2 separate regions of the Mus musculus genome follow, and region 1 is linked to region 2. The links are chromatin contacts, called in public HiChIP or PLAC-seq maps. All regions are on one chromosome and are shown on one strand. The core of a region is the stretch at or near the end of the contact, and the rest is flanking DNA. Distances in the headings are between cores, read along the strand shown. Region 1 holds the start of Tmem130 (transmembrane protein 130). Region 2 holds the start of Zdhhc4 (zinc finger, DHHC domain containing 4).

What was found. HiChIP or PLAC-seq counts read pairs in DNA pulled down with a chosen protein or histone mark.
Region 1: an H3K27ac HiChIP or PLAC-seq map of thymic regulatory T cells shows a contact between it and region 2, with 8 times the contacts expected there. The contact joins the promoter of Tmem130 here to the promoter of Zdhhc4 in region 2. A contact is called at or near these places in 1 of 39 promoter capture datasets (liver), 3 of 484 Hi-C or Micro-C datasets (CD4 T cells, CD8 T cells and neutrophils), 3 of 115 datasets of contacts at active chromatin or transcription factors (double positive thymocytes, microglia and thymic regulatory T cells) and 2 of 9 other capture datasets (adipose tissue and liver).

The regions. Positions count from the first base shown.
Region 1 is chr5:144,758,012-144,764,431 of GRCm38.p6, forward strand. Tmem130 (transmembrane protein 130) reads right to left here and starts at 3,567. Exons shown (of 8, transcript NM_177735.4): 1 at 3,446-3,567. The coding sequence starts at 3,521. It overlaps Gm38739 (a long non-coding RNA gene), which reads left to right and starts at 3,604. Exons shown (of 3, transcript XR_868688.3): 1 at 3,604-4,517; 2 at 4,958-5,035; 3 at 5,787-6,206.
Region 2 is chr5:143,324,069-143,330,568 of GRCm38.p6, forward strand. Zdhhc4 (zinc finger, DHHC domain containing 4) reads right to left here and starts at 5,170. Exons shown (of 8, transcript NM_028379.5): 1 at 5,098-5,170; 2 at 4,323-4,502; 3 at 2,031-2,155; 4 at 817-890; 5 at 64-242. The coding sequence starts at 2,147. 0610040B10Rik (RIKEN cDNA 0610040B10 gene) reads left to right here and starts at 5,240. Exons shown (of 2, transcript NR_027874.1): 1 at 5,240-5,285.

The DNA of each region.
Region 1 (6,420 bases), core at 2,317-4,816, 1.4 Mb after region 2:
CTATGTAGCCCTGATTGTCCTGGACGACCTATGTAGACGGAGCTAGCCTTGAACTCACAGAGATGCAGTGATTATCAGTTGCCATGGCTCTTGCTGCCATGCCCTCCTTTCCCAATATGATTGACTGTACTTTTGAATTGTGAGCTGACTGAAACAAACCCTTCCTTAATCTGCTTTTGTCATGTACTTTACACTTATCTATTTACCGTGTGTGTGTGTGTGTGTGTGTGTGTGTGTGTGTGTATACACGCAGGAGCACACTTGTATGCATGAAGCAGGGGGTCAGGTTTTTTTCCATCTAATATATGGGTTCCAGGAATCAAATTCAAATTCATGTCTTCAGCTTTGGCAGCAAAAGCCTTTTGTCATAGCGTATAGTACCCAGGCAAGCCTGTAATACAAAAGGCTTGGGCTACTATTGTTATTCTCAGGGGCTATCATTCCTCCCTTTTGTTGACAGGCAGCATCTTCCTTTTCTCAAGGGCTCTTGAGTCCCCTCCTCCCCCTTCCTTCCTCCTACTCCAGTTGAGGAAGAACAAGGACCATCGAGGCTCTAAGGTGGCAGGGACACTAAGCCCGTGTAAGTTAATTGCCATCCTGCATCTGCAGTGAGATCGGGCTGACGCAGATCTGTTGCCATGGAAATGGAACTGCTGGCTGGAGAAGAAGGAGAGCCCCGCTGAGGATGTTGTTGCAAATGGCGGCCCAGCTCATAGGAACCCCCACCAGCCCTGGCTGGAGGAGACCACAATGGCCTTAAAAGACAGAAGCTGGGCTAGAGAGATGGCTCCGTGGTTAAGAACCCTTGCGGTTCTTTCAAAGGACCTAGGTTCAGTTCCTGGCGACTACTATTGGACAGCTCACACCTGTCTATGACTCCAGATCTGGATCCTGGGACTCCAATGCCCTCTTCCAGCTTTTACAGGCATTGACACACATATGAACATTGCATTCACAGATAGATGTGCATCCACACAAACGGAATAAATTTAAAAATCAAAAAGAAATTAAAAACAGAAGCTGCACTGGGCATGATGGGGAATATCTTTAATGTACTTGGGAGGCAGAGATATGCAGATCTCTGTGAGTTCAAGGCTAGCTTGGTCTGCATAAATGAATCCTGTGCCAGTTGGGGGTATTTAATGAGACCGGCCTCAAAACTAAAACAAAACACCACCAATAGCAAAAACATCCAAGACAGTAATAACAGATTGGAAGCTGGGGCTGGGAGTGTAGCCCAATTAGCAGAATCACTACCTAAAAACCCATGCTGCCCTGAGACCTGCACCCAAACTAAGTGTGGTGGTGCACGCCTATAATCCCACAACTCTGGAGGTGGGAGCTGGAGGATTAGAAGTTCAAGGTCATCCTTAGCTGTATGTGTTTGAAAACAGTCTCTGAGGTTACGTGAGACCCTGTCTTTAAAAGGGGGTGGGTGGGAATCTGGACCCCTTTCAAGGTGACACTCCCCTTCTTCCTCCGAGTCTTTGGGAAGTATCCAGGACATCCAGGCTAAAGTGGACAGTGAAGACCACTACCACGTGAGGCTGAAAGAACCAGGCCCAGTGCATCCCCTGCTATTGTGCTCACCTGAGATCATTTCTCCTGTTTGGGAGCCCAGATGAATACACAGCCTAGGAACACAGAGCACAGCCACCTAGGCAGGGGCTTGGGGGCAGTGCATACAGAGCATAGCCACCCAGGCAGGGGCTTAGGGGCAGCCCATACAAATACCTTCAAGTGACTTAGAACCAGAGACAACGGCCTCAACAACATGGCCTCAGTTTCCCTACATGGTTTCCAGGCTCCATTGTTTTCCCATGATACATGTGGAACATTCTAGAAAATGATTACTGAGGCCTTTTCGTATAGCAGGCCTTTTCGTGCAGGCAGTCAAAAAAATATTTGCCAAGCACACCTCTGATGGTCTGAATAACTCAAAAATCCACTTGTCTCTGCCTCCTAAGTGCTGGGATTAAAGAGGTGATGTGAGGAGGACAAATAATGAGTTCAAAGCCATCCTTAGCTACATAGCGAGTTCTAGGCCAGCCTAGGCTATATAAGTCCCCATCTCAAAAAAAAAAAAAAAAAAAAAAAAAAAGGGACTGGATTGGTGACAGGTACGCATAATCCCAGCACTGGGAAAGCTGGAGAGGTCCCGTTAGAGGCCAGCCTGGGCAATTCCTTGTCACATCATAGAGTGTGACATGGTGGCACATGCCTTAACCCCAGTGACTGGGAGCCTGAGGTAGGTGGATCTCTGGATTCAAAGCCAGGATGGTCTACAGAGTGAGCTCCAGGTCAGCCAGGGCTACACAGAGGAACCCTGCCTCAAAACAAACAAACAAATGGTTGTGTGTTCCTTATAATTTAAATCACATAACTTCAAGGCACATACAACCTAATGGACCAGGGTGTCCATTTCTAGATGAGTTCCAGGACAATCAGGGCTATACAAAGAAATCCTGTGTTGAAATACAAATAAATAAATATATATATATATACTTGTGTATTTCTTGAAATTAAATCACATAACTTCTAGGCACATACAACCTAATGGACCAGGGTGTCCATTTCTAGATGAATTTTATGGTGGATTTCTAGGAGAGGGGTTGGGGGTGGGGAGTGGGGGTAGGGTGGGGGGTGCTGCAGGTGATTTTAAAAATGCAAAATTCCCACAAAATCCTCGAATTCTCGAATTGATTCTAAAAACGCAGGTTTTTGTTTTTTTTTTTTTTAATTTAAATTTACTTCATGGTTCCCGCTGTTGTCACAAATCTACGCCAGGCCCCCTCTTCCCCCCACTACTCTTTGAATGGGCTGTGAAAAATGACTTTTTTTTTTTCTTTTTCTTTTTACAGCTGCTCACCGGTCTCAGACAATTCTTGAATCCGGATCATTTATTATTCATAAAATGGGGTAGGAAGGTTGCGTTGCTCTTTTCATCACGGAGAGATGGGTGCCTGGTGAGCCTTGGAAAAACCTGTCGGCTCAGGAGCCCCCCTTTTTAAAAAAAAAAAAATCATTCCCAGGGAGGAAATGGCAGACTGGCTCTGTGGACTAGTACCCGTGCCACCCCTTAGCCAACGTAATCACGGTAGAAATCTCTAGAAAAAGGTTACATCTTATAGCAAAAGCGCTACCCCATGCAGGCAAGGGGGCGGTTCCCCCTGGGGATGGCTGAGGCGCGATGGCCTCTCTCAGCCCACCGGGGCTTCCCTGCATGCATCCATTCTCCCTGCTCCTCCCCTTGTAAGTACCAGTCTTGAGCATCGGGATGGATGCACTTCCCAGGGCAGAGTGATGGAGGTAGGCATCGAAGGGGAGCAGGGAGACACCCCAAGTGCCTGCGTGACTTCTGGGCAGAGGGGCAGAACGCACCGAGTCATCTCGGTAGCTTAGGTTCTGGACAGTACTGGACAGCTCCAGGCAGGCTCTGACTTACCTGCCGCCACCCTCGCCGGACCCAAGAGCAGGAGGCAAGCGAACCAGAAGACGAGGACGTCGGTGGCCTTGGCCATGGCGAAGCGTGGATACCGAGGGGCGCGGGGAGGATGCTCAGGGAGCTGGGTTGTAGCTCCGCAGTGGCGGCTCCGTCTGGTTGTGCGTGGAGACGCAGCGCTCGCCTGTCCCCGCCTGCAGCCACCTCCGCCCACACAGCCCTCCCCGAGAGTCCCTCCCCTCTAGGGATCACAGAGGCCATCCTTACCTCACCAGGTGCGCATGCTCCCTCCAAGCATCGTGCTTCCGTAGGTCCCAGAGCCATCTTTCCAGAGATAAGGTCTCTTCACTGAACCTTTAGCTCACCAAGTTAACAGACCGACGATCAAGGAGCCCCGGGAATCTGCCTACCTCCATTCCCTCCCAGCGCCGGGGCCTCAGATGCTCACCACGCCGCTTGCCTTTTACATAGGTTGCTGTGATTCGAACTCAGGTCCTAAAGCTAGCGCAGCAAACAACCCACCAAGCCTTCTCCCTAGCCCTTAATCTCTTTCGCTGTCCTAAATTTTCACTACTTGGTATACATTTTGTACTTCCAGAACATCTACATTCAAACTATCCACAGTTCCTCGGGGATATATGCACAGACTTAGCTGTTGTTGACTAATTTTGTTTTTTGTTTTTTTGTTTTTTTGCTTCTTGTGACAGGTTTTCTGTTGCATATCTAAGGCTGGCCCAGAACTCACTTTGTAGCCGTTGTATAATTTTCTTCTTAGGAGGTCGACCAGGCCCCTCCCTCCTACCAAGGTCCAGACAAAGTTTTTCTTTGCATGGGGTCGGTTCCCCCTCAACCCCTTCCCCACCCCAGCTTCTGTTAACCTTCTACAATCTATAGACTGTAGTACTTCCCAGGGCCACAGAGCCCACAGACAATGAGGGCAGAGTTGCATACAGCTGGCTGAGAGGTTCAGGAGGGAGCAGCTGAGAGAACAAAGGAGAGTCCAGAGAGTGATCTTTCCGATTCTTCTTCCATGAGGGAACCTCAACAACAAACAAGTCTTGGAGGTCACCAGCAGGTAGTTGCAGCTTCTCTGATAAAAATAACGACTGCTAAGCTCAGCAGACCCAGCGATAGAATATAGGTTATGGCTAATAGAACCTCATTCATTTTAGCAGTGGCCTGTTTGGGCTAATTTAATTTTTCTGCGCAGTAGACAGCTCATGCTTATTTATCCATCTACCTAGCTCTGTACATGTGTGTATGTATATGTGTGGAGTTGAATGCATGCTATGGTGAATGTGTGGAGGTCAGAAGATGACCTGCAGGAGAAGTGTTTCCCCCTCTACTACTTGGGTCTCAGGGATTAAACTTGGGTCCTGAGGCTGGGCTGCAAGCCTGCCAACTCATCTTGTTGACCCCCTTCACCGATTTTTGTTCATTATGACCTTTTGAAAGCAGGGTATTCTGTCTGCTGGTGCTAGCAAGCTGGTATAATTGTATCCCTTTTGGTCACAGATGGCAGACACCTCAGGGTTCATATTCCTACTGAAGCAAGATGGAGAGGCAGCGACAATCTTGGCAACATAAGAAGGGGTAAGGAATTCTCTCATCTTAGGAGAGAAGCAAGAATTCCTACATATCTGTATATAGATCGTGTATATTTATATATGATCACACACATGAACATTAGTAAAAAACTTAAGATATTTTAAACAAGGTTTATTCATCTAATGCACACTGTCACAGTCTTCAGACACATCAGAAGAGGGCATCAGATCCCATTATAGATGATTGTGAGCCACCATGTGGTTGCATACCTGAGTTCCAGGCATCCACAGAGGCCAGAAGAGGGTATTGAGTCCCTTGGAAGAGGAGTTACAGACAGTTGATTCTCTAGCTCATACTATCAATCTTTTGAGATGAGAGCCACCCAAATGGTAGATATGGCTAATGCTAAGAAAATTAATTGCTTATTCTCCCCAAGGAGTCTAGACACACACTTGGTTATACCCTACTTTGTATGGCTCTCCTTTAGGAAGCACATACTCCCACACAGATACGTATTTTTTTCTTCTAACCACCTCTCTTTTTCTATAGTACTAAGCCTATATTAAAATATTTTTAACAAGGGGCTGGGGAGATGGCTCAGTGGTTAAGAGCATTGACTACTCTTCCAAAAGACCCAGGTTCAATTCCCAGCACCCATGGCAGCTCACAACTGTCTGTAACTCCAGTTCCCAGTGATCTGACACCCTCATACAGATAAAAACACAACGTACATTAAAAAAAAAAAAAACCGACAACAACAACAACAAAAAAAACTTTAACAAAATCTCCAACTCAGGGCAGCAAGACAGAACAGTGGGTAAAGGTCACCATGGCTGAACCTGACAACCAAATTCCATCTCTGGGGCCCATATGATAGAAGGAAAGAACTGACTTCTACAGGTTGTGGGGTCTTGCTGTGGCATCTTACCAGTAAGTCTCAATAATTTGTTCATTTGTTTGTTTTTCTAACCAACTGATTGTTATGGCACGCCCCTTTAATCCCAGCACTCCACTCGGGAGACAGAGGCAGGCCAACCTCTGCGTTTGAGGCTAGCTTGATCTACAGGGTGAGCTCTAGGACAATCAGGGCCACACAGTGGGATTCTGTCTCAAAAAAAAGTCTCCAAATCTATTTCATCACAAACTGGTGGATACTGACATCCTTCTTCTTCTTCTTCTTCTTCTTCTTCTTCTTCTTCTTCTTCTTCTTCTTCTTCTTCTTCTTCTTCTTCTTCTTCTTCTTCTTCTTCTTCTTCTTCTTCTTCTTCCTCCTCCTCTTCTTCCTCCTCCTCCTCCTTCTTCTTTGGTTTTTCGAGACAGGGTTTCTCTGTGTAGCCCTTGCTGTCCTGGAACTCACTTTGTAGACCAGGCTGGCCTCGAACTCAGAAATTCGCCTGCCTCTGCCTCCTGAGTGCTGGGATTAAGGCGTG
Region 2 (6,500 bases), core at 3,920-6,419:
AGCTCCGTAACCGACACCGTGAGCATTAGGCTTGGGCTGTTATGGCCCTGACAGCTGACTTACCAGGATTGGCGGCACAAGTCAGGGTGAAGAACACCAGGTTCACGCTTAGCAGCACATAGGGCAGGAGAAGGTAAGGCAGAGAGAACTCCAGCTCCCGGCAATAGCCGAAGACCTCGCAGGTGTATTCTGCATACACTAGCCCTTGCAAGAGCAGGTGCAAGACGATGAAGGTGGGGTGGCTGCAAGGAAGCACACAGGGAGTATGCACGGGCCATTCCAGGAAGAAGCCACATGAGTCCGAGGAACACGGCCCGGGCCAACCTCCTCCTGTAAGGGTTAAACAAGGCCAAAGTGGTAGCACAGCCAGTGACCCCAGAACTTCAAGGCAGGGCCAGGTTTGTCTTGAGTCTGAGTTCAGCCTAGGCTACCCAGAAAGAACCAGGCTAGGTAGGGCTACATAGTAAGTAAAGGCTCTGTCTCAGAAGCATGTCTCAGACAACAAACTGGCCATGTAGGTGTGGGGACAGACTTCAGTGGCCGAGACAGAGAGCACGCCAGATGAGCACAACAACCCCAGCTCAATCCCCAGCACCACGGTCAACCCAGAAATGAAAAAACAAAACTAGTCACCCTAAAAGCCCATAGGCAAGTGGTAACTGGTCCATAAGGAGAGATTCCAAGCCCAGCACTCGCCAAACTTCCAGCATCCTTCCCTGTGCTGGAAACCACGAAGTGCTCCCACAGGCTATAGAACAGCAGCAATTAATCACCCAGGCCAAATGTGGCCCTGTGCGAACCCTGAGCCACAAATACCGTGTGTGGAAGAGCTGATGAAGAAGCGTCTGCACGGCCCTCTGGAGGCACTGCGGGATTACCCTGGAGCACACCTGAAATCACAGGAGCAGGGTCAGCCTCACCTCTCACCCCTCGTCCCCCATCAGGAGGTCCTCCACATGCAACGGAGGTGAGTCTATCATCTTCTCTTCAGATGGCAGAAAAGCAAGCTACGAACTCGCTCACGTGTTTGTGGTGCCTGTGTGTGTGGTGTGCCTGTGTCCACACATGAGCACATGCGTGTGGTCAGAGTCAGATATCTTCCCTGGCAGCTCTCCTGGCCCAGGTTCTCTCGCTGTGTGGCTAGTCTAGCCAGACAGTTTGCCCTGCAGATCTCCTGTCATTGCCTCCACCAAATACTGAGATACAGGCCGGCCACCATCCCGGCCAGCATTTATGTGTGCTCTGGGGATCTGAGTCTCCTTACGCTTTATTCTCTTGGATTGCTTCTCTGCCATCCCTCCAGTTCTGGTTGCACGGCAGCTCTGTGACTGCCCAGCCATCTCCTCGGCTCCGCTCTGTGTTTGAAACAGTCTCATTACATAACCCGAGCTAGCCTGGAATTCATAATCCTGCCTCAGCTTCCTAAGTGCTAGGATTTAGGAGGTGTAGAGAACACCTCCATTTCTACCTTGACTGCACAGAATGTGTCTGTTGGAGTCTGTGGGGAAAGGGGGTGTGCAGAGGCTGCTGTGGACGTGGGCTTCCCTAACCCTCAGGTCTGCTCCATGCTCAAGATTGGCCTCCAGATCCCCAGGGTCCTCCCAAGTCAACCCCTTCGTGGCTACTTGCCCCCACTTTGCTTTGACCCCCAAGGGAAGACAGATGGGACAATGTGAAGGGAAGATTGACAGCTAGATGCTCAGCTTTCTGGTCACTTGTGTCCTCCTGAGTTCACACCTGCTACAAGCATGTCTAGGCAAACAGGAGTCACAACCAAATACAGACATTACACACTGTTTAAAAAGCCAACCTTGAAAATTCGACCTATTCGACCTATCTCAAAGCAAAAAGACAACGTTTTGTTTGTTTGGACACAGGCTCTTGCGATGTAGCCCCAACTGGCCCCGAAGCCTCAGCCTCCCAAGTGCCAGGATTAAAGACAAGACTCACATCCCCTTGTCTTGTGAGCCTTCCAGACTAGCACCTAACACAGTATTCACATCCGGGCAGTACCCAAGGACCAGTGCTACCTGTGCTCCTCCAAGGACCACGGCCTTCAAACGCTGGCTTTTTGTGAAGATGCAGATCAGGACAACACAAATCAATAAGAAGGCCAAGTAGAACAAGAAGAGAACCAGGAAGTCCATGCTGGAGGCTGCGAAGGAAGAGACGGCAGGCGTGAGCAGCTGCTGTTGAGGGATTTATTCCCAGCATGTATTCCGGCCCTGGGCTCACTCCTGCAGGTGAGATTCACACTCGGATTAGGCCATCCTCAAGATGAACAAATCCCTTCATTAGTCTGTAGGCAGTGTGTGCACATGTCTGTGTGTGCACGTGTGTCTGCAAGTGTGCATGGACATGTTCATGTGTGCCTTGATCCAGAGGTTGAGATAGGGTATCTTCCTCAATCATGCTCCCCTTCATTTTAAATTACATTCTATTTACTTGTCTCTGTGCATATGTGAGTACCACAGCACACAGTGTGTGTGTGTGTGTGTGTGTATGTGTGTGTGTGTGTGTGTGACAACTTTTAAGAGTTGTTTCTCTCCTTCCACCGTATGAGTCCTGGGGTTCGAACACAGGTTCTTCAGGCACGGCAGCCGACGCCCTTCCCCAGTGAGACATCTCACTAGCACAGGGGCTTGGCTATTATTTTGTTGTTATATGACATAAGGTCTCACAACATAGAGCAAGCTGGCCTCAATAGAGATCCACCTGACTCTGCATCACAAGTACCAGGATTAAAGGTGTGTGTAACCATGCCCAGACTTACTTTTTTTTTTTTTTAAAAGATTCACTTATCCATTACATGTAAGTACACTGTAGCTGTCTTCAGACACTCCAGAAGAGGGAGTCAGATCTTGTTACAGATGGTTGTGAGCCACCATGTGGTTGCTGGGATTTGAACTCTGGACCTTTGGAAGAGCAGTCGGGTGCTCTTACCCACTGAGCCATCTCACCAGCCCCCAGACTTACTTTTAGTTTCTGAGAATTTGTGTGTGTGTGTGTTGATATATACCCTAAGGTGTATGTGGCAGTCAGAAGACAACCTCTGGTGTTAGTCCTCACCCTCCACCTTGTTTGAGACAGGGTTTCTTGCTTGCTCTCCATGGTGTCCACCAGGCTAGCTGGCCTGTGTGTTTCTGAGGACTCTCCCAGTTCACAGTGGGAAAACTGGGATTACATAGGCACATACTGCTACATCAGGCTTCGACATATGTTCTGGAGATTTGAACTCTGGTCTTCACACTTGCAAGACAAGTACTTCGCTAAGCTAGCTCTCCATACAAAGTATTGGTCAAGACAACCTCAAGTCTAGTGGGTTCCTTCCCACCCCACCCCCATCAATATTGAGAATTGAACCTAGGACTTCATGTCACGTATGCTGGGCAAGCAATCTATAAGATAGCCACCACCCCAGCCCCTTACCACAGCTTGTATGATGTGCTCCCTCTCTGAACCTATCCTCTCTGAACCTATAGCTCACAAGCTCAGCTAGACTGACTGGCCAGCAAGCCCAACAGAGCCTACTGTCCCCCTCCCCCATGCTGGACTGTAGATCTGCACTGCCAAACCAGAAGCATAGATAGACCTTTACATTAGGATTTGTAACAGAAGCAAAATCACACGTGTGAAGTAGCAAGGAAAGTAACTTTATGGCCGAGGGTCCCCACAACATGAAGAACTGTATTAAGAGGTCACAGCATTAGGAAGACTGAGAGCCTCTGGGATCTGTAGCTCGGACCTGGAGCTCAACGTTTTGTGGCGAGGCTGACATGCATTAAAGCACACTCACGTTGGTGCTGGGGATCCAAGCTCAGGACTTTGTGCTTGCACAGCAAGCACCCTCACTCACCGAGCGAGCTCCCAGCCCACCAACCCCTTGTTTTTTGAGACAGGATCTGACTATGCAGGCCAGGCTAGTTTGGAACTCAGAATTCTCCTGTCTCAGCTTTCAAAGGGTTGGGATTCCAGAAGTGCACCACCACACCCAGCAATACACCCTTTTACATCTTTAAATATTCACATGGATACTGATAAAGTCCTGCAAAAGAACCTGCGCCGACCTCATCAGAATGAGCAACTCCTAGAGGTAGTCAGGGTCCCACACCCAAACTTGGGCATATTTAACAGGTCAGTGGTCATGATGTCACCCATCACCCTCCAGACCAGAATGATGAAATATAAAAAGCCCGTGTTAAGAAACTGGGAACACTGACATTGGCTTTACGAGGCAGGATTCTGGACCAAAATTCCAACGCAGAGAATCAAAACAGAAACTATTAACAAAAAGGAAACAAACAAAAAAATGCCATTCTCACAAGGTAACAGGGCTCCGGTCTACATATTTCTCTAGGTCGGACACTTCCAGCGGCACCTTTTGCGTTCATTTCCCTTTGCCACATCCAAGGAGAATTCAGATAGCAGCTCCGCTTGGGCAGCGCCGTGAATTTGGCACGCGCAAAACTGGCGACATGGTTGTTCCAGGAGGCTGGAACCGGCTGCGGAGACAATCAAACGCAACACTTACATACTGCTGAATAAGTCTCCATGGCAGAGTGCACTGTGAAAGGCATTCAGAAGTAGAGGATGCTGTACCGCTGCTGACCTGGGAAGAAAACTTCAAAGTCCACTAGTTTGGGGGTCTATCATCCCTCTAGCTGTCACTGTCACTGTCACTACGCCTATCACTGAGGCGCCCACACCGGGGTCCAGACGCATGGTGAGGTTGTCCACATGGGGTAGGGCCCCAGTCGTTTCCCTTTGCTGGACACTTTCCGGGTACATTATTCAAGGCCCTTGCATGCTTGAGGTCACAGAATCTGCAGCTGCGGGGAACCAGGGAAGGGCAGTGGTGAATGGAGCCCATCCCACAACCAGATCCCGGACGCATCAGGCTCAGAGGAGACAAGGGAGGCTCGGAAGCAGGCTGGGAGACGGCAACTACGTCCGGAGCCCGGACAACGACTGGAAGAGGAGGGGACACAGCGAGCGGGATGCAGGGGGCTCGGAGAGGACTGTGCTCTCACTCAAACACGGGGTCCCGACGGCCGCCGCCCAGCCGGGGTGTCACAGAGCCTTCCGGAGCCGCCTTACCCCAAACCGGGCCAACCGTCCGCCGCTGCCGGCGGACCCCAGCGGAGCGCTCCCCAAGACTTCCGGCGCGTCCATGGCGTCATCAGTGCCCGCGACGGAGGCGACTTCCGACGGAAAAAGTAGCGGGAGGCCGGAAATTATTGTCTTTGGCCTCTGGTTCTGCGAGCCGATTGTGTTTTCGTACCGTCGTAGGTTTTCTTTCTCTTTTCTTTTTCTCTTAACGTTTGTCTTTCTCCCTCCCTCGTCCTCTGCTCTCTCTTCCTTCGCACTTTTATTATTACTTGACAATTTACTGCCTATGTACGAGTCCTTCGTTCTCCCAACCCCGTCCCATTTTCGTGGCCTTGATTTGATTCTTGTGGGTGTGTTTGCTTGTTGTGATCCGCTGAGTGTAATTCTGATTTCTTGTATGTGCGTAGATTTAAAAAGCTATTTTCTTTTTCTTCTTTAAAAAAAAAAAAAGATTTGTTTTATTTATTTTATGTGAGTCCAATGTCGCTGTCTCCAGACACACCAGAAGAGGGCATCAAATCCCATTACAGATGGTTGTGAGCCACCATATGGTTGGGGGGATTTGAACTCAGGACCTCTGGAAGAGCAGTCAGTGCTCTTAACCGCTGAGCCATCTCTCCAGCCCTAGCTATTTTCTTTTTAAGAATTTCTTTCCAAAATATGATCTCAGCTAGGCATAGTGGCCCATGACTTTATTCACCGCCCTAAGGAAACAGAGGCAGGTCTCTCTGAGTCAGAGGTCAGCCTTGTTTACATGAGTTCCGGGACAGGCAGGGCTACATAGCTAGACCTTTTCTAAAACAAAACAAAACAAATGAGCAAACAAAATTAAAGTCCCACCAAATTATACCAGGCTGGCCTTGGGCTTTTGAACCTCCTGTCTCAGCCTAACTTTGGTTGGGATGGCAGGCACACCTAACACAGGAACTGGAATTTTCGAGCACTTTTGACAGAATATGAAGGCTGTCTTGGGTCGGTGCAGGAGAACTGCTGGACTGTGCCGAGCCTTTGCATGTCCTGGCGGGAACTCAGCAGTAACCCTTGACCACCCAGCAGGTACCTAGACAGGGACACCTGTGTCTTCCTGGCAGACACACCACTGGGCCCTGTCCCAACAGTCCCAGCATGTTCCACTGCAGGGGTCACAGTATGTCCCCCTGTGAGTCAGGTTCTGCTGACCGCATGCCCCTACTCCTGCCATCTCTGTGCACAGCTTTAACGTCCTCCCTGTGGGGAGCAGTGACTAGTGTTTTATCCCTGAGGATAAAAAGGCTGTTTTGATAATGGGCAGGCTTGGCTTGAGAGGAGCTGCTGCTAAACATAGCACTGAGAAGGTTCCTGGAGGGGATGGGGGTGCTGCTTTGTCTGAGTGCCCCCCAGGTCCTCCGAGA